Regions from separate parts of the Mus musculus genome. Here all the other regions are linked to region 5. The links are chromatin contacts, called in public HiCAR-type, capture Hi-C and promoter capture Hi-C maps. All regions are on one chromosome and are shown on one strand. Each heading gives the region's core, a stretch centred on a gene start, on an enhancer-like site or on the middle of the called end of the contact. The rest is flanking DNA. Distances are from core to core; before and after follow the strand shown.

What was found. Promoter capture Hi-C pulls out the DNA fragments that hold promoters and counts their contacts. HiCAR-type assays count read pairs that join an accessible place to other places. Capture Hi-C pulls out chosen DNA fragments and counts their contacts.
Region 1: a promoter capture Hi-C map of hippocampal neurons shows a contact between it and region 5, with 8 times the contacts expected there. The contact joins the promoter of Zfhx4 here to the promoter of Zc2hc1a in region 5. A contact is called at or near these places in 3 of 39 promoter capture datasets (cranial neural crest, hippocampal neurons and liver), 2 of 484 Hi-C or Micro-C datasets (the G1E-ER4 cell line and cerebral cortex) and 2 of 115 datasets of contacts at active chromatin or transcription factors (the NIH/3T3 cell line and astrocytes).
Region 2: a contact with region 5 is called in a HiCAR-type map of astrocytes, with 9 times the contacts expected there. The contact joins the promoter of Pag1 here to the promoter of Zc2hc1a in region 5. A contact is called at or near these places in 1 of 39 promoter capture datasets (liver) and 1 of 115 datasets of contacts at active chromatin or transcription factors (astrocytes).
Region 3: a contact with region 5 is called in a promoter capture Hi-C map of pre-B cells, with 6 times the contacts expected there. The contact joins the promoter of Fabp5 here to the promoter of Zc2hc1a in region 5. A contact is called at or near these places in 5 of 39 promoter capture datasets (the 3T3-L1 cell line, the C10 cell line, hippocampal neurons and 2 more).
Region 4: a capture Hi-C map of macrophages shows a contact between it and region 5, with 33 times the contacts expected there. The contact joins the promoter of Snx16 here to the promoter of Zc2hc1a in region 5. A contact is called at or near these places in 2 of 39 promoter capture datasets (liver and pre-B cells), 1 of 484 Hi-C or Micro-C datasets (LSK cells), 1 of 115 datasets of contacts at active chromatin or transcription factors (astrocytes) and 3 of 9 other capture datasets (adipose tissue, liver and macrophages).
Region 6: a promoter capture Hi-C map of pre-B cells shows a contact between it and region 5, with 13 times the contacts expected there. The contact joins the promoter of Zfand1 here to the promoter of Zc2hc1a in region 5. A contact is called at or near these places in 4 of 39 promoter capture datasets (the C10 cell line, hippocampal neurons, liver and 1 more), 1 of 484 Hi-C or Micro-C datasets (muscle stem cells), 1 of 115 datasets of contacts at active chromatin or transcription factors (astrocytes) and 2 of 9 other capture datasets (adipose tissue and liver).
Region 7: a promoter capture Hi-C map of pre-B cells shows a contact between it and region 5, with 7 times the contacts expected there. The contact joins the promoter of Impa1 here to the promoter of Zc2hc1a in region 5. A contact is called at or near these places in 8 of 39 promoter capture datasets (the 3T3-L1 cell line, 3T3-L1-derived adipocytes, hematopoietic stem and progenitor cells and 3 more) and 1 of 115 datasets of contacts at active chromatin or transcription factors (astrocytes).

The regions. Positions count from the first base shown.
Region 1 is chr3:5,216,239-5,220,416 of GRCm38.p6, forward strand. It overlaps Zfhx4 (zinc finger homeodomain 4), which reads left to right and starts at 2,316. Exons shown (of 11, transcript NM_030708.2): 1 at 2,316-2,689. All of the region lies in intron 1 of 2700069I18Rik (RIKEN cDNA 2700069I18 gene), which reads right to left.
Region 2 is chr3:9,831,563-9,835,522 of GRCm38.p6, forward strand. Pag1 (phosphoprotein associated with glycosphingolipid microdomains 1) reads right to left here and starts at 2,117. Exons shown (of 9, transcript NM_001195031.1): 1 at 1,649-2,117.
Region 3 is chr3:10,011,216-10,015,130 of GRCm38.p6, forward strand. It overlaps Fabp5 (fatty acid binding protein 5, epidermal), which reads left to right and starts at 1,370. Exons shown (of 4, transcript NM_010634.3): 1 at 1,370-1,503; 2 at 3,756-3,915. The coding sequence starts at 1,425.
Region 4 is chr3:10,438,762-10,442,912 of GRCm38.p6, forward strand. Snx16 (sorting nexin 16) reads right to left here and starts at 1,369. Exons shown (of 8, transcript NM_029068.4): 1 at 1,154-1,369.
Region 5 is chr3:7,502,149-7,506,364 of GRCm38.p6, forward strand. It overlaps Zc2hc1a (zinc finger, C2HC-type containing 1A), which reads left to right and starts at 1,278. Exons shown (of 9, transcript NM_173181.3): 1 at 1,278-1,379. The coding sequence starts at 1,364.
Region 6 is chr3:10,349,811-10,353,610 of GRCm38.p6, forward strand. It overlaps Zfand1 (zinc finger, AN1-type domain 1), which reads right to left and starts at 1,507. Exons shown (of 8, transcript NM_025512.3): 1 at 1,432-1,507. The coding sequence starts at 1,486.
Region 7 is chr3:10,329,825-10,333,522 of GRCm38.p6, forward strand. It overlaps Impa1 (inositol (myo)-1(or 4)-monophosphatase 1), which reads right to left and starts at 1,615. Exons shown (of 9, transcript NM_018864.6): 1 at 1,498-1,615. Slc10a5 (solute carrier family 10 (sodium/bile acid cotransporter family), member 5) reads right to left here. Exons shown (of 1, transcript NM_001010834.2): 1 at 1,910-3,698.

The DNA of each region.
Region 1 (4,178 bases), core at 1,066-3,565, 2.3 Mb before region 5:
ACTTATTACTCTCAGGTGTTTTCTTCATCACCTGCATTTGCCTGCCTGCAATAGCAGGAAATGGTTTTTCCATCAGCAAGCTTGTACACTGAGCTCTTTCCAGCAAAAGGCTTGATTTTTGCTGATTTCAACTTGAAAGTTTCCCCTGCTTTCATTTCCCCTTAGTCTCGTGAAAAGTCCACCCCTTTTCTCCAGGCAGACACCTCAGATAGTTTGTTATTATTATGGCTTTATCTAGGGTGTTTTTCTGTAAACATCCTCTCCCCCCCCCAGCCCCCCCCGCCCCCGCCCCCGCCCCCAGTGTGCAACATGTTTCTTAACCCTACTAAGGTGCAATGGGAGGGTTCCTGGTGAAGTTGCTGTGTGAAGGTAGGGCGACTATAAACAAAATAACTTTAAAATCTTAGAAACTCTTTCACTGTGAACAGATTTCTTCCCAAAGATGTTGGAAATAGGAGTCTCTTGAGACAGAATTTGCTTTTCTGTTGCCATTTAGTGGCTTTGGTTTCTAAAACACGGCTTCATGTAGCCACTCCAGATTTCTAAGATGGCATTGCCTTTTCCTCTTACCAAAGACCACATCTAGGTTTTATTCTCTGCTTTGAATTTTCATTGTAAAGTTAGCTAGTTGCTGAATGCAAGCAGCTTTTCAGATATGGGCCTAGGTCTGATCTTGCAGGGAGGAGTATAATTTTATCCACACAGATGTTTTGTTCTATTTGCATTTGTCCTAGGATGTAAGGCGTATACACTGATAGGACAAGGGTATTAGACCCAGGAAGACATATTTACTGTCTCTGAACTCTCAGTGATGTGCTACAAATCTTGCTGTTGCTATAAACCTTGTTTGGTACCTTTGGTTTTTAAGGACTAAAACAAGGTTTTGAAGCAGATCCTGGCAATCCAAAACTTCAAAGGCCTGTCAGCTCAGAAGTGGCTGGTGCCTCACCTGCTCAGGAAGCTGGGCAGCACTGGTGTTTCCTGTTTGCAGCTCATTTGATTGGTTACTCTTATTTTCATTATATGATTCCAGGTTTTAAAATATTACATAGATGGTGTCTACTTATGACCTCTTGTGTAGTAGTGTATCAAGATGCAATTCATATATATATATATACAGATATATTATATATATATATATATATATATATATATATATATATATATATATCCCACATTCAGTAGGGGGTATTTAAAAGTATGTCTATTCCGAGTGTTAGTTAATTATCTTTTAATGAAAGTGTCACTCATATTCACATCTGTAATATTGGAAAGAGATAATTAGATTTTCAAATGAGAATCAGGCACCTTAAATTTTGCACCAGAAAATACCAAATATATTTCACTCTAATGAGATCTGTATTGGGGTTTTAAAATTCATCATAATGTGCTTCCAGAAAGATAACTGAACAGTCTAGAAAGATGAAAGCTTTTCTTCCATAAGTCCTTTTAAACCATTACATTCAACTTATGCGATTCTGATAAAATATTCAAGAATATTACATAAAATCTAGGCTGTACCCTAGTATCACTCTTACAACCCGAACTTACTCTCATTTGGAAGTTTACTTTGACTAAACTAACCACTTCCACCTCCCTTGTAGGTTTTCTCTAGCGTAAATGCAAGTGCAAGATATAGTTTTAAATAGAATGCCTGAGGATCCAGAGAGAAATCTCTCCTTTGAAAGAGGTTGAACTGGGTGTTGTTTGCTCACACTGACTGGCACTCTTTATTTACATACATCTGCATATTTGCTCAGGCCTTAGTATTTAGCTGTTAAAGTACTTCTGAGTGCGTAGTAGAATAAACCAACCCAGAGAAAAGCTCTTAATTACCTTGACTTGTATTTCTCCTTAAAGCTCCCTGGTAAACATATCTTTGGTGTGAGAGTAATTATTTTGCCTGGGTTTTTTTTTTTTTTGTTTTTGTTTTTGTTTTTTTTTTTTTTAATCTAGAACTCTAAAAAGGCATTTCTTAGGAATGAGTTGTGCTTTTATATTCTTCTCTTTGCTGTCTCTGTGTGAGAGTGTGTTCGTGTGTGTCTAATGAAGTTTGAGAGTTGTGCGCAGGGGCGCATGGGGTGCGAGCCCCGGAGGTCCCCATCCTCCGTCTCCTTAGTCGCCTCGTCCAGGGCTCCAGCCGCAACGCTAGGAGCCCTGGAAGTCGCGAGGCTCCCAGGCTGCTTTGAGTCCTGGCTGCGCGTCATTTGCAGTCTGGGGAATGTTGATCACCTCACTAATTACACCTCTCCCCCCTCCCTCCCCCTCTCCCTCGCTCTCCTCTCTCATTCCCAGAGTGCATATCGGGAATAGACACACAAAGACATGCGCACTCAACTTAATCAGCCATTTTTTTTAAACAGGGCTAAAACGATAATAATTAGCAGAATAAAGACATATCGGATTTTCATTTCCTTTCCTCCTTTTCCCAACCCCTTCACAAGCAAACAGCGAGACCGCGGTCGGCACATGCTTTAACTCCTCCCGGAACCCCGAGGACCGCTCCGTGCTCCCCACTTTTTGCTCCAGCGTTTTTATTTTCACCCAATAAAGTTCGAGGATTATTTTTTTATTTTTTATTCTTTTTAATGAACCCTCTCGTTTTACTTGGATGTGATCAGCTGTACGTAAAATAAAAGCAAAACAAAAAAGAGGCGAAGATCGAGTAGGAACTGCAGGGAAATGGAAAGTAAGTTTTTTCTTTAACTTTTATTGAGTAGTTTGTGTTAAATTTAGGTCGAGTATCGATTATCTTTCCAGCCTGATCTTGCACAATCTTTGATATTTCGCTCACTCTCTCTCCCTCTCCCTCTCCGCCTCTCTACCCCTAGATCGCTTGCTACCGCTCGCCCTAGCACACGTACCCTCATCCCGACCACCTCTTCCGCTCTGCCCCCCTTTTCCATCTCTTTCCCCCGTTTTTTTTTTGGCTCAAAGATTTGCTCTGCTGAGGGAGGGAGAAGGCACAGGCGGAGGGGGGATTGGGGCTGGAGGTGGGGGGGAGGCATGCTTTTCAAGATTTAACTTTTGTATTAAGTGACTTTCGGCCGAGCAGTTTTCTGTCTTTTTCTCAGTCTTTTCGGGTTCTGCTTTCCTCGGGAGCCGGAGACACTCTGGTGATCCGGCGAAGCTGTCATTTCGGCAGCGGCTCGGACATTATCTGGGGTCCTCGCTCGCTCCGCGTCCCTGCACCCCATCGAGATGATGTTTCCTCTGCACACATTCTCCGAAAGTTTGGACAGTGGTCGGTGGGGCTCGCAGCCCCCCTCTCCTCTCCTCTCCCTTGATCCTCCCCTGTACTCTTCTCGGTTTCCTTTTCATCTTCCTTTTCCCTTCTCCACCCTTTCTCAAGTTCCCGAAGGGCACTCACTGCGCGGGGCTGTGGCAGGCCAGGGCTGGTGCGCGCGAGGCGCCGGGCCCGGGAGGATGGGCGAGCGCGGGGCTTGGCTGCAGGTAGACACCGGTCTGCGGAGCGCGGCCGGCAGCGGCAGGCCCTGGCGGCTCTTGGCTGCACGGGCGCTGCGGACCTGGTAGGTCCGTTAGGAGGCGGGATCTCCCGGCCTATGTCCGCAGACCTGGGAGTGGAGGCAGCTCGCCCCGGGGTTTGGGGATTGATCGCCACACTAAGAGGACACCCGCGGCTGGAGATCAAGAGCCTTTGCTTTCTTTTTTGGTAAAGGGCAAGGGTGTGTGTGTGTGTGTGTGTGTGTGTGTGTGTGTGTGTGTGTGTGTAAAGGAGATGTGGCTGACTGTGGGAATTGATGCATTTTACACACACACACACACACACACACACACACACACACACTCACTACAGGGTTCCATGTCTGCAAATGAACTTCACCTCCTCAGCTTCAGCTGGCACCAAGCATGCCTTCTGACCTGATATGATCAGTTAGGCTACCAGGGGCTGGAGTGAGCCTGGTCTCGCTTCTTTTCCTTTTCCTTTTCCTTTTCTTTTCTTTTCTTTTCTTTTCTTTTCTTTTCTTTTCTTTTCTTTTCTTTTCTTCTCTTCTCTTCTCTTCTCTTCTCTTCTCTTCTCCTCTCCTCTCCTCTCCTCTCCTCTCCCTCCCCTCCCCTTCCCTCTTCTCTCCTTTCCTTTCCCTTCCCTTCCCTTCCCTTCCCTTCCCTTCCCTTCCCTTCCCTTCCCTTCCCTTCCCTTCCCTTCTCTTCTCTTC
Region 2 (3,960 bases), core at 867-3,366, 2.3 Mb after region 5:
ACACTTGGACAAAATTTCTTCTAGGGGTCAGCACTCAATGCTCCTATAAACTACAATGTGATAACTAGCTTTTCAACGTTAAAATAATCTTTCTTTTTTCTTAGAATCCTTAAAATAATAACTATGCTTAAACCAGGTGCCTATAACTAGTTAGTTCATCTTGTTATATCCACTGAAGCACTCTAACCCATACATGCCTCTTTCTAAAGGTCACCTAAATAAATCTCACATTGACTCACATCCCTGAGTTTTTATTTCAAATCCATATGCATGTATATATTTTTCTGTGTGCATATTTCTTTCCATCTATGGATACATGTGTATCACAGGGCAGCTGCAATATGAGCTGTTTGGTTAATGCAAAGCTGGTACTCTAAATATTATCTTTCTTTATAACAGTCACTGCCTATCAGTCACACAGCAGGGCTGTATGGTATTTCAAAGAATTCCTTTTACAAATTTAATCAACTCAAGTATTAAACATCAATGGCATTAATCCATTGCTCTGCTTAAAAGGAATCTCTAGGGGCAGCTGAGAATGAAAGGTTAAAGATTTCTACCCTTCAAAGTAGGCCACTGTAGCTACCTATAAATCATGCTCTTTGTTTATTAAGATAATTAAGGCCATCAGTGCACTTCACTTTCAGACTCAACAATTGTCTGGTATGAGCAAATCTCCACTTTTACTAAAACAAAAGGGGATGTGTTCTAAAGAGGGTTCTGTGCATGCTCTCTGTACAATGTATGGTATTTTAAAGCATGATTTATGTATCTAATTCCTTGAACTGCCTTGAAAAAAATACACCAAGTTCTTCCTCCCATGCTCCCTATTAGGAGAAGACAGTCTAATTTAAAGACTGCCCTGTTTCTGACTACGAACCACTATATCATGTCAACGTTTTTATTAAATACGGCTCAAGCTGGACTTGAAAAAAAAAATGGAGTGAGTAGAGGCCCAGATGCAGCCCCTGCAGATGCAAAGGTACCCAGCCAGGAGGCTTACATAAGAGATGCAGGACAACTCAGCCATCCTCGGAATCCTGTTTCTTTGAGACTTGCCCACATTCTTAAAGCATATGAATTAAAACGCATAGAGCACTTTTCTCATTTTCTATGCCTTGGAGCACAAAACACTCATTTGACACATAAGTTGTTTTTCCCTAAAGGGCTAGGCTCCAATTATGGGAGGTTGGCAACTTCTGCCTAAGGGAAGAGTGAAGTGGGATGTGCAGAAAGCCTGCAGGCCCGAGCAGCAATGTCTCAGCTTCTCATCTCTGTGCCAGTCCTCCGAGGGGATGGAGGGGATGTAGGCAGAGCTTCCTAGGATGGAGGTGGCTGACGTCCCTGACCCCACGCGGCGCAAAATCAAGGAGCTCAGAATGTGCAATTTAGCGGCGGGCCAAATGCCCTCGGAGCACCTGTCTCCCCTAGCACATTTCCAGCTGGCACATTCGGGAGAGGCAGGAGCCAGCCCTAGACTCCAGCCTTGAGTCTTCGAATGCCATGCCCCATCCTTTACAGTCCAGTACGCCTTCCTCCAGCCGCAGCCCCGCTAACGGGAGGTAAAACCTCGGCCTGGAACCACAGGAATAAAACGAACCTGTCCTTCCCACGCTGCCCGAAACTTCAGAAACTACAGTCAACTTACTGGTTCGCAGAGGTCTTCTGGGGCTCCAGAGCTCTAAAAAGCGCTGCAACTCCGCTGCTCGCAGCCGGGCTGGCCCGCGGTGGGCAGTGGTAGCGGGCGCAGGACCCTCCTGATCCTCGTCGCCTCGGTTCTGCCGTGCCGGGGGAGGTGCGCTCTCCCGGGCGCACCGGGCGGCCGCAGAGACTCGGACTGCACCGGGAACCCGAGCAAACGCCGTCGTGGCCGCCAGCCCTTGAGAGCTGTGCTCGGAGCTCCGGGTGCGTGTCTCCCTCTCTGAGGGAATGCGACACCACGGAGTCCCCGCACGAGAGGCTCCAGAGCGCTGCAGAGTCACCAGTCCGCCCCGGAGGAGCAGTCACAGCACCCGCGCGCCGGGCGGGAACCGCAGTCCGCACTGGCCGCCGCGCCGCGGAGAATGACAGCGCCGAGGCGGAGCAGCGCGCGGGACTCAGTGCGCATGTTCGCGACTGCTGCGGCACGTCACGGGGGCGGTGCCAACGGGCGGGGTTGGGCGGAGCGAGAAGGGTGGGGCGGGGTCGGGGGGGGGGTTGCTGCGAGGCTAATGTGGCTGCCAGCTGCAGGGCAAGGAGCTGGAGCTTCGCAAAATCAGGGCTGGTGACCAAAAACTCTGTGACTGAGGTTGTCTCCTTAGCCCATTGTCCCTTAAGAAGCAGTCTATGGGGAACTGCCTTAGGGTCCCAGGACAGCCTGCAAAGGTCAAGTTTAACCCAGATGGTTGCTTAACCTTCAAGGACTGCAATTTGCAGGACACCTTTCACTTTGATCTGATGCAGAGTAAGAACTTGAGGAGCTTGTAGGAGCCCTTTGTCCTGGCTGGACTCCAAAGTAAACACAGGAGACTCTGAGAGGTGGGGCCCAGGTATGTAGGTTGTAAATAGCCTTGCCCAAAGCTCCCCAAGAGAATGTGCTGGTTGTATGGTAATACAACACTTGCCTACGCACATTCAGAAGGTCTGGAGGATGGGGAATCCCTATTCCAATAGGGTCCAAGACTATTCCAGGGCTGCAAGCCTCCCACACCCTGTTCTTCCTTGCCACTTACGAGGACAGAGACCCCAGAGCAGCTACTGGCGTGTGGGTCTGCCTGAGAATCAGGTGAAAATGCTTTTAACTTGGAATTTCCAAGGCGTATCCACTATGGTTCGGGTTCACCCACTGGGCACTGGGGGAGGGAGTGGGAGGGGAGATTGTGTGGGGGAGTGGGGTGGGGTGGGGAGGACTCGAATATTGCCTGGAACAAGCTGCAGATAAATCTGACAAGGGTTTTGTTGGCCTTGAATTTTAACTTATTAAACAAGCAACCCGGAAATGGGGATAGACAGTGTGGAAACAAATAACCAGTCCAGATGTGACACTCAGGACTTCTGAGCCAAGTCCACTGAACTCTAAACCAAACAGTTATTTGTCTGACAAGTTCATTTGTTTTCTCTAATGGGGAAGAACAGGCACGAGTGATATTAAACATACACACATTCACTCAGGTAGTGTGAAGTTGGCTGGATAAAAACGGCTCATTAGGAGCAAAGGGGTGGGAATAGGGAGTTGAGTAAAGGAGAAAGGAATGTTAATACGTTGCAGAGGAGGATGTGTAGGAGATATTAAACTCAGTCTTCAGCTTGGAAAGGTACTTTGAGAATAAGGATGCAGGATCCAACTTGGCTGGATTTAGAGGACGGTGAGAGGTTCGTTGGTTTGAGAACTTATAAAGGTCTGGATTTCACCACCAGGCTGTACTAGTGACTTTTCTCATTGCTGTGACAAAATGTTTGGCAACAGCAGCGACTCAGGGAATGAAGGCTTTGGTTCGAGCCATGCTTTGAGGGTCCAGTCTACCATGGCGCAGAAGGCAGCAGCGTGAGGAAGTCGGTCACACGGCATTGACAGTCGGGATGGATGAGAGGTGTTTAGTCCTTTTTATTCCAATATCCCAGTCCATGCTATGGCACTGCCCAAGGGCAGCAAGAGCCTCCCCTCCTCAGATAAGCCTCTCTGGGAACACCTTTCCCTAAGACACACCAAGTCCTGTAAAGCTGACAAGATTAACCACCACAATGACTTACCTCATTGAATCCCACAATGATCTTCTAAATTAGATATAGGAAGTTATTGTATCTATTTTTTGCTCTTAAAAAAATGCATTCTGTGGGGCTTAGTTGATGCAGTGCTTGCTGCACACACAAGAGGACCTGGATTGGGATCCCTAGAAAGGGACCACTTACAAAGCCAGATGTTGAAGCCACATCTGCTATTTCAGATCTGGGGGTGTGGAGATGGAGCGATCAGTGGGACTT
Region 3 (3,915 bases), core at 120-2,619, 2.5 Mb after region 5:
AGACACAGCAGCAGCTTTTGTGTGGGTGCTGTGGATCTGAAGGAGTCTTCCATCCTGGGTTCACTTCCTCAGCTGCAGGGCAGCGTGACTGCAGTAAATTCACTTAGAGTTATTGTATATATCCAACCTAGTAAAAAATTATGGCTCAGCTGCCCTCAAACAGACTTAGGACATTTACATTGGCCTGTGGTTGGGCAAATTATCTAATACAAACCTGAATCCTAACAAAGCATGGACTATCACAGGTGGCTTACTAAAAATGACACTGAAAGTGAGGATCAGTAACTGTGTAATGACAACTTCCGCAAGGGTGTTGGCCACACCTGTAATGTCAGCATGTGGTAGCTGGAGAGTGATGGTCAGGAGCTACTAGCTGCATATGGAGTTAGAGGCTAGCCTGGGCTACATGACCGCTCCATAACCTTTACTCAATTCCTCTTCTCACTGTCTCATAAAATGTGCTCCCTTTGTCTCCCTGTATCTCTCCCTGCCTCCCCTCCCCACACACTCAGATTCTGTGACTGGCGATGGCATCTAACTGTCAGCGGATTGTCCTTGGAGCCTTATGTTTTGTGGGACTTCAGTGCATATCAAAGTGATAATTTTTTTTTTATAGTCAGTATATTCTAGGCAATTTACTAATTCATAGCTGGGCCAGCCACCCTCAAAGGATGGAGGGAAGTAAAAGTTTTGATCCCTGATCGGGGAATAGAAGCTAGTAAGATTTTTCAGGAAGTGACAGTTACCTAAGCTGAAACTTGCTAGTGTAGTGGAGAAAACAAACTTGTAGAGCATTGTAATCTCCCTTAGAGACTGCTGCCAGGATTGTCTAGCATGCACAGACAGACAACCAAGAGGCCCCAGTGAGGCCCCAGGAGGCGGGAGGGTGGGGTCAGAAGGTTCTTTCATGAGGGAGTAGGATGTAGGGCTAAGGAGATTGCAGTTTATTAATTCAGTAATCAGCCATTCAATTCCTATAGCGCCAAGCGATGGCTAATTTGTTCCTCCCAGGTACTTATCAAAAGCAAATGGAGGCGGCAGGACAGTGGGACCACGGCGCGCAGGCTGTCCTCAGATGGCGCGGGTGGGGGTGGGGGTGATCCCTGGGCCCACGGGACTGTGCCGCAGCTGTCACTAAGGGAGGCACAGGGCGCGCCAGACGAGTCGCAGCTTGCAGGAGCTGCGGGAAACGTGACGTCCCAGTCCGGCGCAGCCAGGCCAGGGTGGCACCTTCAGACCCCCCAGCACAGCCCAAGGCGCACAAGTCCGGGCGTGGCGAGGGGCGGTACCAGGCTGAGGCGCGCCTCCTATTGGCTGCCCGACACCACCCCCACACCAAGGACGATATAAGCGCAGATGGCGCCAGGAGCGGAACAGCGCCCTCGCCACCGCGTCTCTGCTGCTTTTGTGCTCTCCCTCCCACCATGGCCAGTCTTAAGGATCTCGAAGGGAAGTGGCGCCTGATGGAAAGCCACGGCTTTGAGGAGTACATGAAAGAGCTAGGTGAGATTTTATCGCCGAACCCCTCCCTGGCTCCTCATCCTTGTGGGGATGTGTTGGTTCCCTTCCACCATGCGATCGGGGGAGCTGCAGGGAGCACCTTGCGGCAGTTAGGATGGAGTGCCCGCCTTTGTCGCCGGCTCCGCACGTGGTGGGTCACCCCGCTTCTCCCCTTTTCTGCTTCTTGCCCCCGAAGCAGCCCCTCATTGCTTCCGGCCCTTCACAGGTGCGTGCCAGCGGTACTGCTGTGAGCCCCCTACAAACAGCCCCTCAGTTGCCTCTTAATGTTATCCCCACTTCTCTTCCTATCCTCACCTGTGCCACCGTCCTGCCCCATCATCCTCCCCTGGCGTGGCAGCACTCACTCTCCTTTTCCCTTTGCCCCATCTTTTGTTCCTCGATGGCGCCAGTCCCCTCCACCCCATCTCCGCCTCAGAGAGGACACCGCGTGGTAGGGCGTGGTTTCTGCAGAAGCTCTTTAGAGGCTATGAATGATGCTGCTTATATCCCTTTCTCTGCAGCACGTCTCAGGTCCTCTCCTCGCCGCACTGGCTAGGCGTGGCGCCCGCGGCGCTGCACGGTCGACAGCTGGTGGCATGTGGGCGAAGTGCGGAGACATCCATTGTGCATGGTTGTTGTCTTGCGACCGTTCTGTTCTACTTCTTTCTCTTGATTCTGGAGGGTGAGGAGCAAGGAGACTTGGGCCTGGCTGGAAAACTATAATCAGAAACTGCTGTTGCTGGGCCGTGGCTGCCAACTGCTACAAGATGGGTGTGGCTTTGCAGCAAGCACTTGCTCCTTAAAGCCTAACCAGAGAGTGGGCAAGGTTCAAATTCACCCTCACTGGAAATAGTGCCTCGTTGTCTGTTGCCAGTTTTGCCTACTCTTAAGATAGGGATGCATTGGTAAACACAGAACAGACAACGAAATCGACACTTGTCACAGATGCTAGGAAGTGGGATGGGGTTAACGGAAAGGTACTCTCTCGGAAGAGGTACTGCTGGTAGGAGGAGGCAGCTTCAGGCGCTGCTGTTCACAGTATTCCTCCCTGGTTAAGAACCAGCCTTAATTCTTTTAAACATTCAGCACACTATGGGGCTAAGTCTGGCTCCTGATGAATCCTGTTTGTGCTAACGCTATTGTCAGAATGTGGATGCATTAGGGGTTTGTGTCTTTCCTTGTCCACAGTGGAAAGCCGCACAGGTGTGAGTGAGAGCCAGTAGAGAGCACTGTTTGAAAGCAGCTGGTGTTTATGCTGTGAGTGGCTAGTTCTCCAGATTGTGGCCTTAGGAAGGTTATAGGCCTTACCCATAGGTTCTGGGCAATGTAGAGGGGAGCACAGCAGAAGACTCACAGGGACACGGGAGCCTGGCTGAGCATCCTGCTTGGACGAGTGTCTCCTTTCTTGTGAAAGTATCCCAGGTTCCTTATGAGTGTTACCATCAAGGACACGGACATAAACCACTGCATAACCCAGAAATGTGGAACTCCATACTGTGAATAAACAAACCACACAGCATAAAAGTCAACCAGATACTCAAATCGTACAGTGTTTCCAGATAGCAGCACGTCAGGTTCCTAACATACAGAACAAGCCTTACCATGGAAGCTCACATGGTCACACAGCTTTGAAATGTTTGTTCTTTCCCTGGGTGTGTTTTCCCTCTACTTATTGACACCAGAGGCATGCCACTCACTTAAAATACTGTGCTGTTTGCATTGAAAGCTTATTTTAAAGCATCTACCAACTGTTTTTTTTTTGTTTGTTTGTTTGTTTTTTTTTTTTTTTTTTTTTTACTTACATTGTTGTTTTGAGAACACGGTCTCTCTGCAGCTTAGGCTGACTTTGAACTGTTGACCCTCTTACCTCCATGTCTGGAATGCTGCTGGAATTACATGTGTGTGCCACCATGCCAGTCCTGTCATTTAAGGTTAGGGAGTAAAGTCTTGCCTGACTTTCTGAGGGCCAGTAGCTCAGTGGCTAGTAGCTGAGATTAGAGTCTTGTTGTGAGCGGGACTTGCCTCGAGTTCTGCCACTTCTGGCTAAAGCCGGGCTCTCATCTGTCCAGTGGAGACATCACCCCTGCCCATCCCCAGCTCAGGATGACCACGAGGCTTACATGTGTAATGGGAGCAACATGCTAGCTATGCAGGTCGGTGAGTGAGTGAGTGAGTGACAAGAGGCTGGCCAGTGGGATGATAAGGAATGAATCCTTGCTTATATTGTACAAATTATGTCATTTTCCATCCCACAGGAGTAGGACTGGCTCTTAGGAAGATGGCTGCCATGGCCAAGCCAGACTGTATCATTACGTGTGATGGCAACAACATCACGGTCAAAACCGAGAGCACAGTGAAGACGACTGTGTTCTCTTGTAACCTGGGAGAGAAGTTTGATGAAACGACAGCTGATGG
Region 4 (4,151 bases), core at 119-2,618, 2.9 Mb after region 5:
CGAAGTTTGATTATTACTAAGGAATGCTCTTTTACTTTGATTGAGATTTGCAATGCTATGCATGCATTCTAAACCTCTTCCTTAAAAAATATGTTAATTTTTAGGCAGGGTCTTACAAGGTTGTTGCCTGTGAACTTGCTAAGTAAGTAGCCTAGGTAGGTTTGAACTTTTGATCTTGCAGCCTCCATAGGTGCTGGGATACACACCTGTACTACCAAGCCAGCAACAACTGTCTTGAAAGTAACATTTTTTTTTAAACTTAGCATCAAATATATTTCAAATGCAAACTTGGTAAAGTTAACGAAAAAAAAGGGGGGGGGAAGGTATCAGGTTTACAGTCAATCAAATTAAATCATTAAAAGTTTTGCTTTTTGATTCTAGATTATTCATTCTCAATAACCTAAGGTCCAAAAGATGGTTATATTGTATGTCTGAATAATTTTGTAGAATAAAGAAGTAATGACTTACCATTACGACGTTAAGTAATAAACTCAGAAATGTTAAGTAGCGACCAGGAGAAATGACAGGTCTATTTATACACAGCAACAGGGGGTCTACCAGCCCAACTTTATTTACTGTCCTCTTAGCAAGCTGTCCCCTCTGGATGTAGGAAGTTTAAACAGGGTGTCTAACCTCACGCGGCCAGTGCAACCTTCCTTATTGTGGAACATTCAAGAAACTTGAGCTACGGACTCACCCCTTGGGTGAATCCTGACCCCCACCCCGCACCTCCCCAGAAGAACCGCGCAGGATTCTCGTAGCTCCGGCGCTGGCCTCTGACATCTGCCACCTGAGGCCCCGGGCTGCCAAGGGCGGCCTCGGGGTGCGCCCGGGGACTTCCACCCGCGGGAGCGCCGAGCGGCGGAGGGAGGGCGTGTCGCCTTCTTCGGGGGCGCCTGACCTCGTACCCAGGAGGATGCTCCCGCGCTACCTGGGGAGGAGGGTGACAGCACGGTGGCGGAACGCAGGCCCGGGGAAGCTGGCAGGGCGACGCGGTCCGCGCGGGCCGCGAGCCCTCAGGCCGGGCTCCCGCACCTGCAGTCCTCCCGGGCCAGGCGCGCCCAGGGGTGCGGCGGGGTCCAGGCTCCCCCGCGCCCCGCAGCCTCCCGCGCGCCCGCCCGCCGTCCAGGCGGCAGGTGTCCCCGCGTCCTACCTCGGCGCGCTCCGCGACCCCACGCCGTCAGGGGAAGGAAGGCGGCTCCTGTTGGACTGCGGCGGGTCGCGTCCTGCCCGGGCACTCGGACTCCTCACGTGACCCTCCGCCCCGGAGCAGCCGCTCGGTGCCTGGGCACAGCCACCCAGCCAGGTTCCCGCGAACCGAGGGAAGGGACGGCCTCGAGTGGGAGGGGGAGGTATGCCGCTCCAGGAAGTGACGTCACAGCACGGCACCGCCCCCGGAGGCCCACACTGGGATTGCTGGTCCCTGTCTCTGCAGTGGCCCGAACAAATCTAATTTTATCACAGGGAATCGACAGTTTTTTTTCCACAGGCTTTATTACTAGGGAGTTTCTGAGAAATGGGGCTACAATATCTAGTTTGCCAAGTAGATGAAGAGAAGACTTCAATTCCCAGAAGGCACTTTGGCTAGCATAAGTTCGGGCTAGAGCTTTGCATCATGGGACTTGTAGTTATCACTGGTTGGGGGGGGAGGTCTAGAAGGTTAGTCATTTTCCATAATTAGCATTTCTTTGATGGATTGACAACTGATTTGAAGAGTAGGCAGATAGAACACTATTTTATTGTGTATTTGTCCCTGTAATTTAGGACTATGGTAAAGATTCCTGAATGCCTGAATTTCTGAATTTAGCCCAAGTGAAAACAGTATTAGGCTGCTTAGATTTGCTAATTTGAAAACCTTTAGTGTTTCAGCAACACTATTATTTAATATTATATATCAAAGTTTACAGAACCATTTGTCAGTACAATCGAGTTGTCTTATTTAAAGATCATTCAATGATTTCTAGGGCTTTGGAGCGATACCTAGAAGGGGAAAATTGAGAGTGGTGATTCCAAAATGATAATGTGATTTCTGACATAGGTGTAGCTTTTATTGGAGAAATAAGTATGAGATAAACAGAATTCGTTGAAAACATAAAGATATTTTCAGGATGAAATTGCCCTTTTTGTCCTTGAATTAATATAATTGAATAAAGGGAAGAAAAAAGTAAGGCAAAGAAAAATGAACCTTGGAATAGTTTTCTTAATAGGGCTCCAGGGGCCAAGGAAAGAAAAGCGCTCAAGAAATAAGAGTGTACAGGTAGCATAGTTTGAAGAAAGATGAAGATCTTGTAAAGGTTGTTGGAACTGTTTGAGTAATTTTTTTTCAGATTATTGAGTGGAACATAACAGGATATACATATATACAAACATATACATATATACATATGTATATATCGCATATTTTCTGGTATTGATAAATGGCTAGATTTTACTTTCAGGAGATAACTAGACATTTTTAGTAATCAAAGAAGAACATTCTGTGTGTTGTCAGATAAGGGCTACAACATAATCTATATATACAATATAATCTATATATATACTGGCCGGTTCCTACTTATAGACTTTTAGTTTACACTCTATGCAGTGGTCCACAATAGAAATGAACTGTTTACACAGCTTACAGAATAAGATTATTTTTCTGACTTTTGTGTTGTGTACTTTTATGTATGTATAATAAGAGGGCATTTGAGCTCACCCAAGGTATCGTTAGACAAGATGCATAGCTTTTATCAGCCTGAGGTGATAGTGGGGTGAGCGAGAAGATGTAAAAACTACAGGATAAAAGAAGCATTTGAAATGGAAAGATATATTATTTCCCCTCCTAAGGAATTGCTCTATCTTCTGTACATTTGGCTTCTCTTGTGGCTAGGTTTATATCCCGGTTTAGATACATTTTTATTAAGCTGGATTTTTTTTTCAAGTAGCATATTTGATCCAACTTGTGTCCAACAGGTGCCTCTTTCCAAAGAATTAAAATGGAGGTGTGGCTGAGCAAAGGCATAAGATTGATGCCACAGAAACTAATGTCATAGGAGTATCTGTGGTGAGAAGTCTGGAAAGCCCCCCTGCTAATTTCTCTAAGATTGATCCATTCTTTCTCCCCTCTTGACTTCCCTTAGACTCTGTGAAATAGCCTAGTGAGTTTTTCAACATATTAGCCTTTTGCTTAAATACGGTCAAAGATTGTGTTTTAGTGTAAAAACCAAAACTGCAAGTAACACAGGCAAACTGAAAACCAGGAGTGGACACAGACAGGAGTCTTACAATTATTTAAATTGGGATGAGGAGATGGCTCTCTGGATAAAGCACTTGCTGGGCAAGTGTGAGGACCAGAGTTCAGTTCCCCAGTACCCACAAAGAACAGCCAGGAGTGGGTGTGCGGGCATGCACACCTATGTACGCTCATATATATGTTTAATCCCAGTTCTTGGGAGGTGGACCCCAGGATCTCTTGAGCAAATTGGCTCCTAGACTGTCTGAATTAGTTCCAGGTTCAGTGACAGACCTTGCCTCAGAAGGTAAAGAGCAATTAAGGGTGATACCTGCCCAATCTGCATACAAGTATGTAGACCTCTTCATGTACTACATACGTGTGAACACTCATACAAGCATATACACCACACATAAACCTACACAGATAATAAAGTGTGGTAGTTCATAAGGGAACATTATTAGTTTATCACTTCGATAACTCTGTATAGAAATATGATATTTATAATACAGGAAAACACTTCCTCAGTAATTTACAATTAAAAAACGAACATGAAGTGACCCCATTAAATTTAAAAATAATTAATTCTGTGATTCGCACTTGTACTCCATAGGGGGCGTTCCTGTAATCTTGCTATTTAGGATCTGTACTCATGTGCTCTATTTTCTCAGTGCCATGACCTTGTGAGTCTAGAGAAAGAACCACAGGTGATCTAGCTCCGGGAGAGCTGGGAGGTCAGCAAGGCATGGCAACCTGACACCTGAGGCCCTGGCTGGATGTGCGAGCTCTCCAGCTTCTTACATTCGGAACGAGAATCATTTGAGATGAGTGTAAGGCAGACATGACTGCTGTCATTGACTATTTTTCTTGCGGTGTGGAAATCTCTTCCTGCAAGTCAGGTGCAGAAAGGATGGGTGTGGTCCATGAGAAGCCTCGGTTT
Region 5 (4,216 bases), core at 28-2,527:
AATGTCTTCTTTATTTTGATAATTCTTTTTGTGTTCTTTTTATTTTTTTGGGCATTCTTATGAAAGCTGTCCTCAACCTCATCTGATTTTGTCTTAGAAGCATGGCCAGGGGACTGGTGGTGGCGGGGCTCTCTACACCAATATAGGGTAACTAGGTTGGTTGCCTGCATGGAGGTCCCAGAAACTCAGAAGTCAGGGAAGCCCAGAGCAGAACAAGGAAAGGACTCATGAGATAATTGCAGAATGGAAGTTTCTTATACTATTCTGTACCAGACTCGGACTCTACGGTCTTCACACCCACTGTGAGCGTCTTCTCACAGATAAGACCTCTTGGCGTTTGCTTGTTTAAACAAAATCAGAGAGTTACTGACATATTTAAGTGTATACAGAATTAAGACAACTTTTGAATTAAACTGCTCAACAAGAAAACAGTGTAAGACTTGTTACGAACAAAATATATTGATAACTTAGTAATGGACACCCCAGAATCAGTAAACAATATGATTGGTTTATTCTTGCTAAGTAAAATTTTCGAAGAGTTTTAGTAAGGGTAAAATGTGTTAGACTGTGAAGCAAAACCGTTTGAGTGGTTGGATTCCATTTTGACTCTGACAGAAAGACACCTTTGTGCCTTGATAGGTTAGCTTCCCAGTTTAAAGCGCTCAGTACAGTACAGCCTTGATGAGATGCAGAACTGCAGTTGAGGGCAAGCATAGTGCTGGCCAGGGAAAGATTGTGCAACGGGGAAGTTTCATTTCTAATTTCGGGCCTAACTTTTTATAGTTAGAAAACTGTTTCAGAAGTTTGGCGCAATCTCAGTTCCACAGTCCCATACAGAAAATATGACTTACCTAGGAAACAATGTCTTAGCCCATAGAGCTGTGTCTGAAGAACAAGGCTAGAGGATGTTGCTTGATTTAAAAGGGCAGTGAACACGGGATGGTGCTGGACCAAGGCCCCCTTATCTTGTTACAAGAGCTCAGAGGGACCTGTTAAAAAGACATTCTCTTACTGACTGGAGATGAGGAGCTCCGAGATGCGGAGGCATTCTAAGCTGGAAAACAAGGTGTGAGCCTAAATGTGGCTGAAGTGGAACAAAGGCGTGTAAGGATCTCGGATTGCCAACAAAAGTAGCTGCGGTTTCCAGGGAGGGTGGTTGGAAAAACCTTGGTGGAAGGAGAGTCCCTCGGGAGGTGGCAGAAGGCGCAGCCCCGCCCTTAGTAGCTCCGCCCCTGTCACCCCGCCCCCACCCGCGCGGACCAATAGGAGGCCGGGATGTTAGAGTGTGGGAGGTGCGGCCGTGTTGCTACAGCAGGAACTGGGCGGCGGCGGGTGCTGCCTGCGGAGCCTGAGGCGGCGCGTCATGGACGGACTGGAAGGTGAGACGCGAGGGGGATGCGACCGCGGGGCTCCAGCGGGCCCGAGCGACCGGGGCCTGGAGTCTGGGGGCAAGTGCGGCCGGCCGGCCGGCTCTGCAGCGAGGTCCCCGCGCTCGCCGACACCCGGGGCGGAGCTGGCGGCCCCTTACGGGAGCGGTGGCCGCGGGCTGCCCGCCGGGCACGGTGCTCGACTTCACCGCGGGGTTGGAGCCCCCGCGTCCTCACTTCTGCAAGGCCTAACTACCATGTCGGGTCCTTTCTGGACCCCTGAGTTTCCTGTGGGCACTAGGTGTCTCTGGTCGAGTCTTATCTTTGCAAAGTGTATTCTTGGTTAAGGTTCGCGACGCCCGGGTCGCCAGCTCTTGCTGACCCCTCAGGACCTGCCCTGCCTCCAGCGAGCTCTGGACACACACCTTGGACAGTCGTAGGTCCATTCCTTCCATTTCTACCGCACCTTGCTCGGAGAGATGCCGGAGCATCTCCCAAGGAAGTGTCCCTGGCGAGCTCTACAGCAGGGACAATAGCTTCAACATTAATGGTTTATTCACGAGGACGGTCTAGGGAAAAGCCAGCTTTGCTTCCTTATCTTCACTTTATCCTGGTGCCTTAGCCATGGCTTCAGATTTTGTTTTGTTCCCAGTTCTTTCCCTTTCTTCATCCATTTTAATCCCGCGCTAGGACAACATTTCACTTAAAAAACAAAGGAAGGAAGAAAAAAAAAATCTTAACAGTGGTGACAACAGTTTCAGGATTTAAAAAGACTAGGGATCTTTCTGATATACAAGCTTTCAGAAAATTTGGATCCTGCTGCCTTAAAATAGTTTTTTTTTCTCTCTTAAAATTGTTTCACCACTTACTGTACTTGGAATGAATAGGGGACTTGATCCCTTCATTTTCTTGTATTATAGATAGTCAAATATTTCAGGACATGTTACGAAGTTAACAGTGGTAACTGATAACTCTTCCCCAGTGATTTAAGTGTACCAGAAAGAAAATATAATAATATGATTATGAATTTTATTTCACAATGATATTTTGCAGTTAAGCTTTCTCCAAACATCTTGAAGGTGATAAAGAATTCTAATAGATCATTTATGCTGCAGATTAGCTGTGAAGGTCTTGCTTGGTGTACCACTCAAATTAACATGAAATGAGAAATTGTAATGACAGCATACCTTTCAAAAATCTCCTATTTTTGGATACCCCTACAGGCAACTCATTTTAGTGATTTACAACTATACTAGTATAGGGACTGTATAGAGAATAGAGTTGAAACATAGGTGTGAAGACTTTACAACGCTATCATACTGCATGAAGAGTGTTTAAGAATACTTCCCAGATTTTTACTGATCAATATTTACAGTGAAAGAAATATTCATCCAATGTTTCACTTATTTATCTATGCATGCAAAGAATAAAAAATTGTCAAAGTTCTTGCTATCTAAATCAGAAATTTAGGAGAAATAATCGAATACTAGTATAATATACACTCTGTGTGTGTGTGTATGTATGTATGTATGTATGTATGTGTGTAGAACATAAGGATCCTCATGTAGTATGCAATGAGCATGATTCATGAGTCAGGTTTATGTTAAGCAGTACTGGCCCTTAAACTCTTTGATTTTTCTTTTCCTGAACAAACTAAGATGCCATCATTTCATGCATTCAATTATAATAAATTAGGTTGAAATATAAGGAAATCATTGTTTCTGTCTGGCAGAACAGGTAAATATTGGCAACTAAAAGTGATCCAGCATAGTTAGAGCTCAAAGTGTTCTGTTGAGTGGAAGAGCAGTGCTCGCTCTCTTGTGGTTTTGTCCTGGCTTCAGCCCCACTCCACTTCCATCATTCTTTCAAAAAGTGAGTTCATACAATGTCACATTTTTCAGAGTTCAAAACTTTGAGTCTTAAGGATACCATTTGTTAATTTTTTACCCAGGCTTTCACTTAATAAGCAAGAAGTTGTTTGCTATTTTTTCTCTATAGTAAAAGTTATAGGACAGCATGTAGCATACAATCTTCAAGTTTGTTTGCTTTATCTTTGTCATTGAGCAAAAGTCTTTGACATCTATCTGACTTACATTTCTAGTTGAAAGTAGTTACTGGCCGCCTATTCTTACCCTTTAAAAGGAAATTTTAGTTGCTTACATATAATGTTTACATTACTGAGGGTCTGGGAATTTTATGTCTGGAATTGTCACAAAATGAACTAATAAATTGTACACTGTATTTTGAAGCCAAATGTTAAGCTTTCTTATAATTTTGTATAATTAATAGCAGAACTTTTTGCATGGCTTGAGTAATTAGAGAAAAGCCTTTAATTTCTTTTCATGGAAAGCTATACCCTAGACTTATCTAAGGAGCACAGTAGCAGTTTTAGAATTGGTAAGTTCTAATATCTTACGAGTTTTATCATCTGTAAGATTGAGGTGATAAAATCTAAGGTTTTATCCTTAGATAAGATATTATCATTGCCTTCATAAAACTCTAAAGTATGCCTATAACATTTATTGTAGACATTAGACAGGCCATTCCTCATCTGGTCTGCTTAATTTATTAGTTGTCTCTGAAATTTATTATCTTATTGTCTCTGAAACTTGATTCGTTCTATTCCTCTTTATTGTAGCACAGATCTAGTGGCAGTCTGCCATCCTACCTTGTTATTGCTTCTGTTTTGTTTGAACTTAGCATAAATGTATACTGGTTTACTGAAACGCTGTTCATCTTAGCAGCATTCATTTTATTCTTGTTGTGCTTGTTAATTGGTGCTGAGAAGGAATTCAGGTGTTTTAATGACCAGGATTTAAATAAGCCTTTATCTGAACTCTTGGTTTTTC
Region 6 (3,800 bases), core at 257-2,756, 2.8 Mb after region 5:
GTAAACTCAAACACATAATCTGCAGAATTTTTATACTTTTTTAGATTTATTTTTCTTATTATTGTGTGTGTGTGTTGTGTTTTCTTGTTTGACACAAATGGAGGGTGGAGGATAACTTTTCGGGAATCAGTTCTCTCTTCCCACTGTGATTTTGAGGCAGGGTCTGTCTTACTCCTGGCTAGTGCCTCTGAATGAGGGTCCTGCCTACAGCCATGCTCCTGTCTGAGACACACGCCGAGGTTTGGATTACAGACTTTGTCACTGGCCCATTATGTCACTTTCAATGGGAAAAATTGGTTGTGTTTGCTATTTTGAGACTTAGAGGGTTCAAGCAAGTATTATATGCCATTCAAGGTAGCCCAGGAGGAAGAGTTATGATTAAAATAATTTCTTAGCATCACATATCCCTACTTAACTGCACCCCCTTTCTGCTAGTCCAAGAGATAGGCCTCATCTTAATAACACTACAGATATGTGAAACTGGAAAGGATGAGCTATATCACAGATGGTAGATATATTTAGACATACTAGTAAATCAACCTGACAAGATGTATATAACTTAACAGTCAAATTCAAATAGCCAAGCTTCCCTAGGAAAGGACTACATGGGGAAAAAAAACCAAAAAACAAAAACAAAATTGATCTGCTGAGTGAATGGTAAAGGACATATACAACAACACGTCCTGTCTTGCCTTTGCTTAGTGCAGGCATCACCTACTGCAGGAATCCAGGCCAAACCCAAGAGCTGCATTCAAGACCTTGTTAGGAACTAACAGAAGCTGCAGCATGAGGAAACCCTCTGCTCACATTTGGAGTGCGATCTAACAGACTGTGAGCCTGACGCTTTAAGGACTTGCCGGCTATAGGAGTCTAAACACCCTGAACTTTGACGCATACCACCAGGGCCTATGTTTATGACAAGGTCTACCATTACCATAGTATTTATTAAACCTTCCTAAAATGTGGTTTACTGATCTGCAACTAATAGCTTAAGTTAATATTAGAAACACCAAGACGTCTAAAAACCTGCGAACACACTGCTGAAAACTGATGCTCTTCAACGCATTTGTCAGACAAAAAAATAAAAAATCAATCAAGAAAAAGCCTGGGAAAGTGGATGCTCCACGGTGGCAATGGTAAGGACCGAGGGGAACTGGAGTCCTGATCTAAGTCGCTTCGCCGACCAGGGCTTCTTGAGCAAGGCCATCTGGATACCCCGAGGAGTCTGCAAGGTGTGCATTCGGGATCTGCGTGCAAACCAAGGGAGCCACAAAGTTCGCCCCTACACCGAGGAACAGTAACAAAGACACCACCAGTATCACCCTGGAAGGTCGCTCACGCCCCGCGTCCTCCCTCACCCGCCGCCACCGCCCCGGCCGTCAGAACCCGGCCCAGGTCTCCCGCGGATGAAAATGGGGCTTCCAGCGTCACCTCGCTGCCGGCAGTGCTGCACCTGGCAGTGCTGCCCAATGTCCAACTCCGCCATCTTTCCACCGCCGCAAGGGCAGGGGGCGGGGCAGCGCTGGGAACGTCAGTCCGGAGCGGGCAGGACCGAGGGCGGGGCGTCCTGTGAGGTGGGTGGGGCCTGTAGTGGGGCAAGGCGGGGCTTTCGGGGGCGGGACCCCCGGTGGGGTGGGGCGGGACTCCGCGATGGGGCGAGGCGAGCATGCGGGGCGGGGCCCACAGGAGAGGCGGGGCCTTGAAGACACTTGCGCGCTTCCTGGAGGTTCCAGCACTCTCCAGAAAGAGAAGAGACTTAGTAGAACTCAATTCTTGTAGCTGAGGTTCTCGGGCTCAAATTTGAGAAAAACCTAGCTCCTCTTTTGGAAACTGCACTCGCTGTTCTCTACATTGAGTCTCCAAAATTGAGAACTCCCTCACGAAGATTTCTTGATTTCTTAAGTAACTGTATTCCCAGGAGCCAACAAAGACCTGGCAAGAAGGAGCTAAAGGAGTCTGCAACCCTATAGGTAGAACAACAATATGAACTAACCAGTACCCCCAGAGCTCATGTATATGTAGCAGAAGATGGCCTAGTCGGTCATCATTGGGAAGAGAGGCCCCTTGGTCTTGCAAACTTTATATGCCCCAGTACAGGGGAACGCCAGGGCCAAGAAGTGGGAGTGGGTGGGTAGGAGAGTGGGGGGAGGGCATGGGGGACTTTTGGGATAGCATTGGAAATGTAATTGAAGAAAATACCTAATTAAAAAAAAAAGAATGCTAGCAAAAAAAAAAAATGTTATAGCAATCAAGAGAGGTACCGGGACACTGATTACTATATTGTCTTGATGTTTTAGTTTGAAGTAAATGCCCTCACCATGAAAGCATTAGGCTTTTGTTTTTAATTTAAAGGCTTCTTTTAATTATTTGTTAAAATTCTAGTAAGGAAAAAAAAAAATACATGCAACTAAAGTGTACATCGCTCCTCGGTTAGGAGAGCACACTGCAGAGGCAAGCTCCTAGGTCATAGGATGAAGGGAGCTGTTTGATGTCTGACGAGCCTCTTCATTAGAACTAAGGGGAGGCCTTGCCTTGTAGGTGGGGTAGGAAGGGATGTCTTTCTACTGACAAGACACTGGACACAATCAGAGTGGATGAGTGACAATCAGCTGCAGACCTGAATAGTCTCCCATGTGACTTAAGGGTACTCAAATGCTCTCCTGAAGAGTAAAGTGAATACAATTGCCACACACCATACTTTTTCAGTGCATTCTGGATATTCGAACAGACACCACAGGCTTGGGCAGCAAACAGTTTTTTCAGAGAGCTAACTCCCAGCCCTTGCGATTTCTTGAATCTAAGGCTCAGCAACTTACGTTTTACTAATGTTGGTACAGTCAAGCAACAGTAGATTTTCTAGAATGTTACCGTGACTGAATGTTCTAAATAGATGGCAAATATATATCCCACCAATCCAATCAGAACATTTCTTTTTCAGCTCTTGGAGATCTCATAGCAGCCCAAGACTAAAGTTTAGCTACTCCTATCCCCGAGTCTCCTTTTCTGGTTTTTTCTTTAGATATTATTTACCAAAATCTATCTCTCCATCTATTTGTGTTCAACCCCTTTGTTAAATATATCCTCACTGATGAAATTCCAGTGATAAATGAATCAGAAACTCCTCTACCTCCATACTTAGTCATGACAACTTTTTTTAAAAACATGAGCTCTCGGGCTGGTGAGATGGCTCAGTGGGTAAGAGCACCCGACTGCTCTTCCGAAGGTCCGGAGTTCAAATCCCAGCAACCACATGGTGGCTCACAACCACTCACAATGAGATCTGACTCCTTCTTCTGGAGTGTCTGAAGACAGCTACAGTGTACTTACATATTAAAAAAAAAAAAAAGAACAATAAATAACAATAAATAAAGGGGTGGATGTAGTGCACACTTGTATGTAGTCAAATATTCATACATGTAAAATAAAAATCTTTTAAAAAAAAAAAAAAAAAACATGAGCTCTCCATTTCTAGCAGTCTGTTATGAGTACATGCTCTGTGTTATTTGACAATAAAACTTAAGTGCAAAATGAAGGCTTTTTTTTTTCCTGTACCATTCCATTTCTAACTAAAGCAGTCTACTGCACTAGGAAGCACAAATGCATGCCCAAACCTGCCCTTTCTTATGTGTGCCATGGAAATGCCCCCTAAACACCATGGAGTCTTCTTTAGAAACATTCTTCATTCTCTATTTATTCTCTGGATTATTTTTATGAGTAAAAAGTCATTTCCTTGCCCAAGATATCCCTTCATTTCTTCATTAGGCACAGCATTCTGTAGTTTGTTCAGTAAAGTTTTTCAG
Region 7 (3,698 bases), core at 365-2,864, 2.8 Mb after region 5:
CATTTGCCTCCTAGACTTCAGGCAGGGGAAATGTGAGCAAGTGACTTGACAGCTTTCTGCTGACCTCTCCAGACTCACCCCAGGCTTGACCGCACTAACACTAACGTGGGCCCCTAGCCCAGGGAAGCATGGAAGTGCTCATGCCCAGGAAAGGTGGCCGCTCTGCCTGCTTCCCAGGACAAGTCACACCCTGTGCTTCCCCTGTAAGAGCGTCAGGTACACGGAGAAGCGCAGGGACACAGAGCAGACAGACACAACCAGATGCTGCTGGCTACGGCTTCACCTTCCTTCTTATTGATATAAGGTGGGCTTCAAGCTTTGAGCATCCTCGCTTAGTCTTCAGAATGCTGGTGGGATTACAGACATTTGCCCTCACGCCTAAGCGCCTTTTCCTGTGATCCAAGCGTCCAAGCAAGCATATAAAAGGCGCTTTGAGTTATAGAATAAACTCCTTACAGCTCTTCAAGAATGCTTTCCAAACTTGGTCACACTTGTTCTTACTGCTCTCTTCTATTCTGTCACAACTGGACATTCTTGGGCTGGGCTTGCCTCCTCACCACTTGCTTCCTCAAGCCACTCACACTTTACCTTGTGACAACATGAACAGAACACCTCCTGACTCCCCAGGACTGTTTCAAAAGCCATCCATCGAATCTTCAACCCAACAGATATCAAGCAATAGACAGTTGCAGAAAAACTGCTGTTGCTATGCAACATTTGGTCATTTATAATGCATGCTACATCTTCTTAATCAGTTCTAATATTCCTTGAGGAAAGGAGGCTGATAAATAAAAATTTCTGAGGTGCCCTAAAATGTAGAGGTCCAGAAGAGGGAAGACACAAGGGAAGTTAATTAGGTAACAGTTCTCTGGGGTTTGTTCTGGCTTTGTGGAGCATGGTGGGGGGCAAGAATAGAGACTTTAAAAGCCTGTGCCTTGAAATTCAATTATAGCGTTAGCTCATCAGAGGCACTTTTTTAGCTTTGTTGCTGGTAGTTTACAAAATGTGCCCCAAGTCTTGGTCCATTTCCTAGCTGATATATATTAATGGCTCAATAAACCCTTTTATTTCAAAGACCTTTGCTTCAAGACTTGTTTTCACGGGGGTCATATTCTATCACCCTCACTTTGGGAACAAAATCATACAGACTTAAAATTGTTTCTATCCTATACAGGCCCCGCTCCCGACGCAGGACATCACCGGACCTGGTCTTGTTCACCCCTAATCCTGTAAATTCGTGAGCCAGGGAACTTGCCGTGTAGAGCCCTGAGGGCTTGGGCAGAGCCGGGCTCATTCTGCGACACAGAACCTCAGAGATCGAGGACCGCCTGGCGAACCCGCTCGGCTGTTTCCGGAGCGCTACGGAGAGCACCGCCGGGAGGAGGGCCCGGCAGGCGCCCCGGCCCAGCATGGGGAGAGCTTGTCTGCAGCCCGCACAACCCCCCGCCTCGGCCACCGAATAACGCTGCACGGAAGCCAGGGACAGAACCGACTCACCTCGCGCGAGCGCACCGCGATCGATGCTCAACCGCCGGCGTCCGAGGGCTCGGTTCTTCGGCTCTTCCGGAGGTAACGGGGATTGCTCCGACAGGAAGTCCCGCCCCATTAAAACCCCGCCTTCACGTCTTCGCTCAGACTGGAGGTGTAAGCCGGGCCGAATTTGCCTTTGTAAGGGCTGGTCCGGTTGAAGTTACCGTGTTCTGGCATTCTCCTGCATACCCTTTCTTCTCTAAGAATCCCGTTTTCAAATCTCCACTTTTGTCTTTATTAGTTTATTTTTTTATTAGTTTATATCATATATGTTATATATTAGTGAAATTAAATATATATAATATATTATATATTATATATTAAATTATATATAAATTATATTAGTTAAATTTCTTTATTAGTTTATATTTTCCCATTTCCCATTCTGCTCTTCGGCTACAGCTAAATTGGAGTTGTGACTGTCATTGGGCACTCTCATTTGTTAAACCTGTAAGCCTAAAGGAGATTTTTATTTTTATTTTTTGCACCAACTCTCTTCTCCATAATTCACTTAGATACAGGTTGTTTGTTGTGGACTTGACGGCGGCAGGCAGTTGCTCTCCGCACCTGCAGCCCTCAATACTAAGGACCATAGGCTTTGTAAATACTATACAAGCACCCTGTCTTTGAGCCGCTTTCAAAGGCGTCGATTTTTAGCAGTGTTCCATTATGTAGCATAGGTTGGCTTCTGAAGTCTTTGAGCATCCTGCCTCCACTTTCGGGCTACAGGCACCTGCCACCACACCAGACAGCACTTGTGCTCTTACGTGCTTAAACATAAGTGTTAGAACGGTTTCATGAAGAGTCCCTGCACAATACAGATGAGGAAAACAAAGCTTGGAGAAGTCAGGGGATTTGTCCCAAACTCACACAACAAGAGCATAGCACCCTGACTCCAAAATCCGCAGAGAATCTTCATGGCTCAACCACTTGCTCTGGATGACCAACAAAGGCTAGTTTATGGTTCTTAAAATGTTTCCTCACGTGGAACAGTACCATGGTAAGTATGTTACTTTTAAGTGGAACTCTATCCAGATGACCTACCCACAAGATGACCACAATGCCCTGGCATAATTACTTGTGAAGTGATTGGTTCTCAGGAATCAAAACAAGAAATTATCAACAACATGTAACATGTCTCAGAGATGAGTGGCAGGGACAGCAAATCGGATTGATAAACCCACAAAGACAAAATGAGTCTACTCTTCTGAAGCCTGCTGCCTTAAGACACTGATGTGGGTGTCTATCACATACTCATGGTTTTTTGCTCTTCCACAAAAGACCTTCAAGAGCTTGGTTTTGGGGTCCTCTATTATCAGTTGTTTGAAAATAAAAATCTTATCAAATGCATGCTGTATGAGTGAAAGAGCCTCCCCTGACATTGCAAAGCAGGACAGATGAGGGACCAGGTATCAGATGTCTTTACATTAAATGATCGCTAGCTTCCTCCATCAGATGAGCAGGACTCCATGGGGCTCATTGCAGCCTCTGCTGCTTCTTCCTTGCTACAGTCAGGTAACTCAGCACAATCCATTCTCCTGCCAAGTGCCTGCTGAAAGCCAAGCGCACAAAGGAGTCTGATGTTCTGATTCCGTTATAGCAGCACTGACTGCAGGCTGGTGTCACACAATACAGAACCCTGTTGCTGAGTGTGTGGAGGTGGCTCTGATGTCTATAGAGACCTCCATACATGACAAGAAGAAAACTCTAAGCACACACAAACATGTACACTCACATGACTGCACACACACACACACACACACACACATACACTGGGGTGGGAGGGGTTCTGTTCTAGTCACTTAAGCAAATGCTAAAACTTATGTGGTGTCCCAAAGTTCACTGGAGAATTATTGACTGAGATTAAAATGGTGGAGTCTCCATAAGCCAGGTGAGCTACTCAGGAGTAGAGTCTATCTCCATGTTATTCAATATGGTTTCATGATTGATGGAACATAGGTAGGAGCTGCAAACACTGATCAAAATAAGCTAACATTCTCTGTAGTGTTAACAGGTTCCAGATCATTAGAATATATATTATTATCATCATAGAATTGTTATTCTATGCATAGTGGAGTGGACTTATCATTCCTCAGAGCTACAAACTTAAAACTAAAATCAAAATTTAAAACCTGGCCCATCAATACTTTCTGCGTTTGTTTACTGTT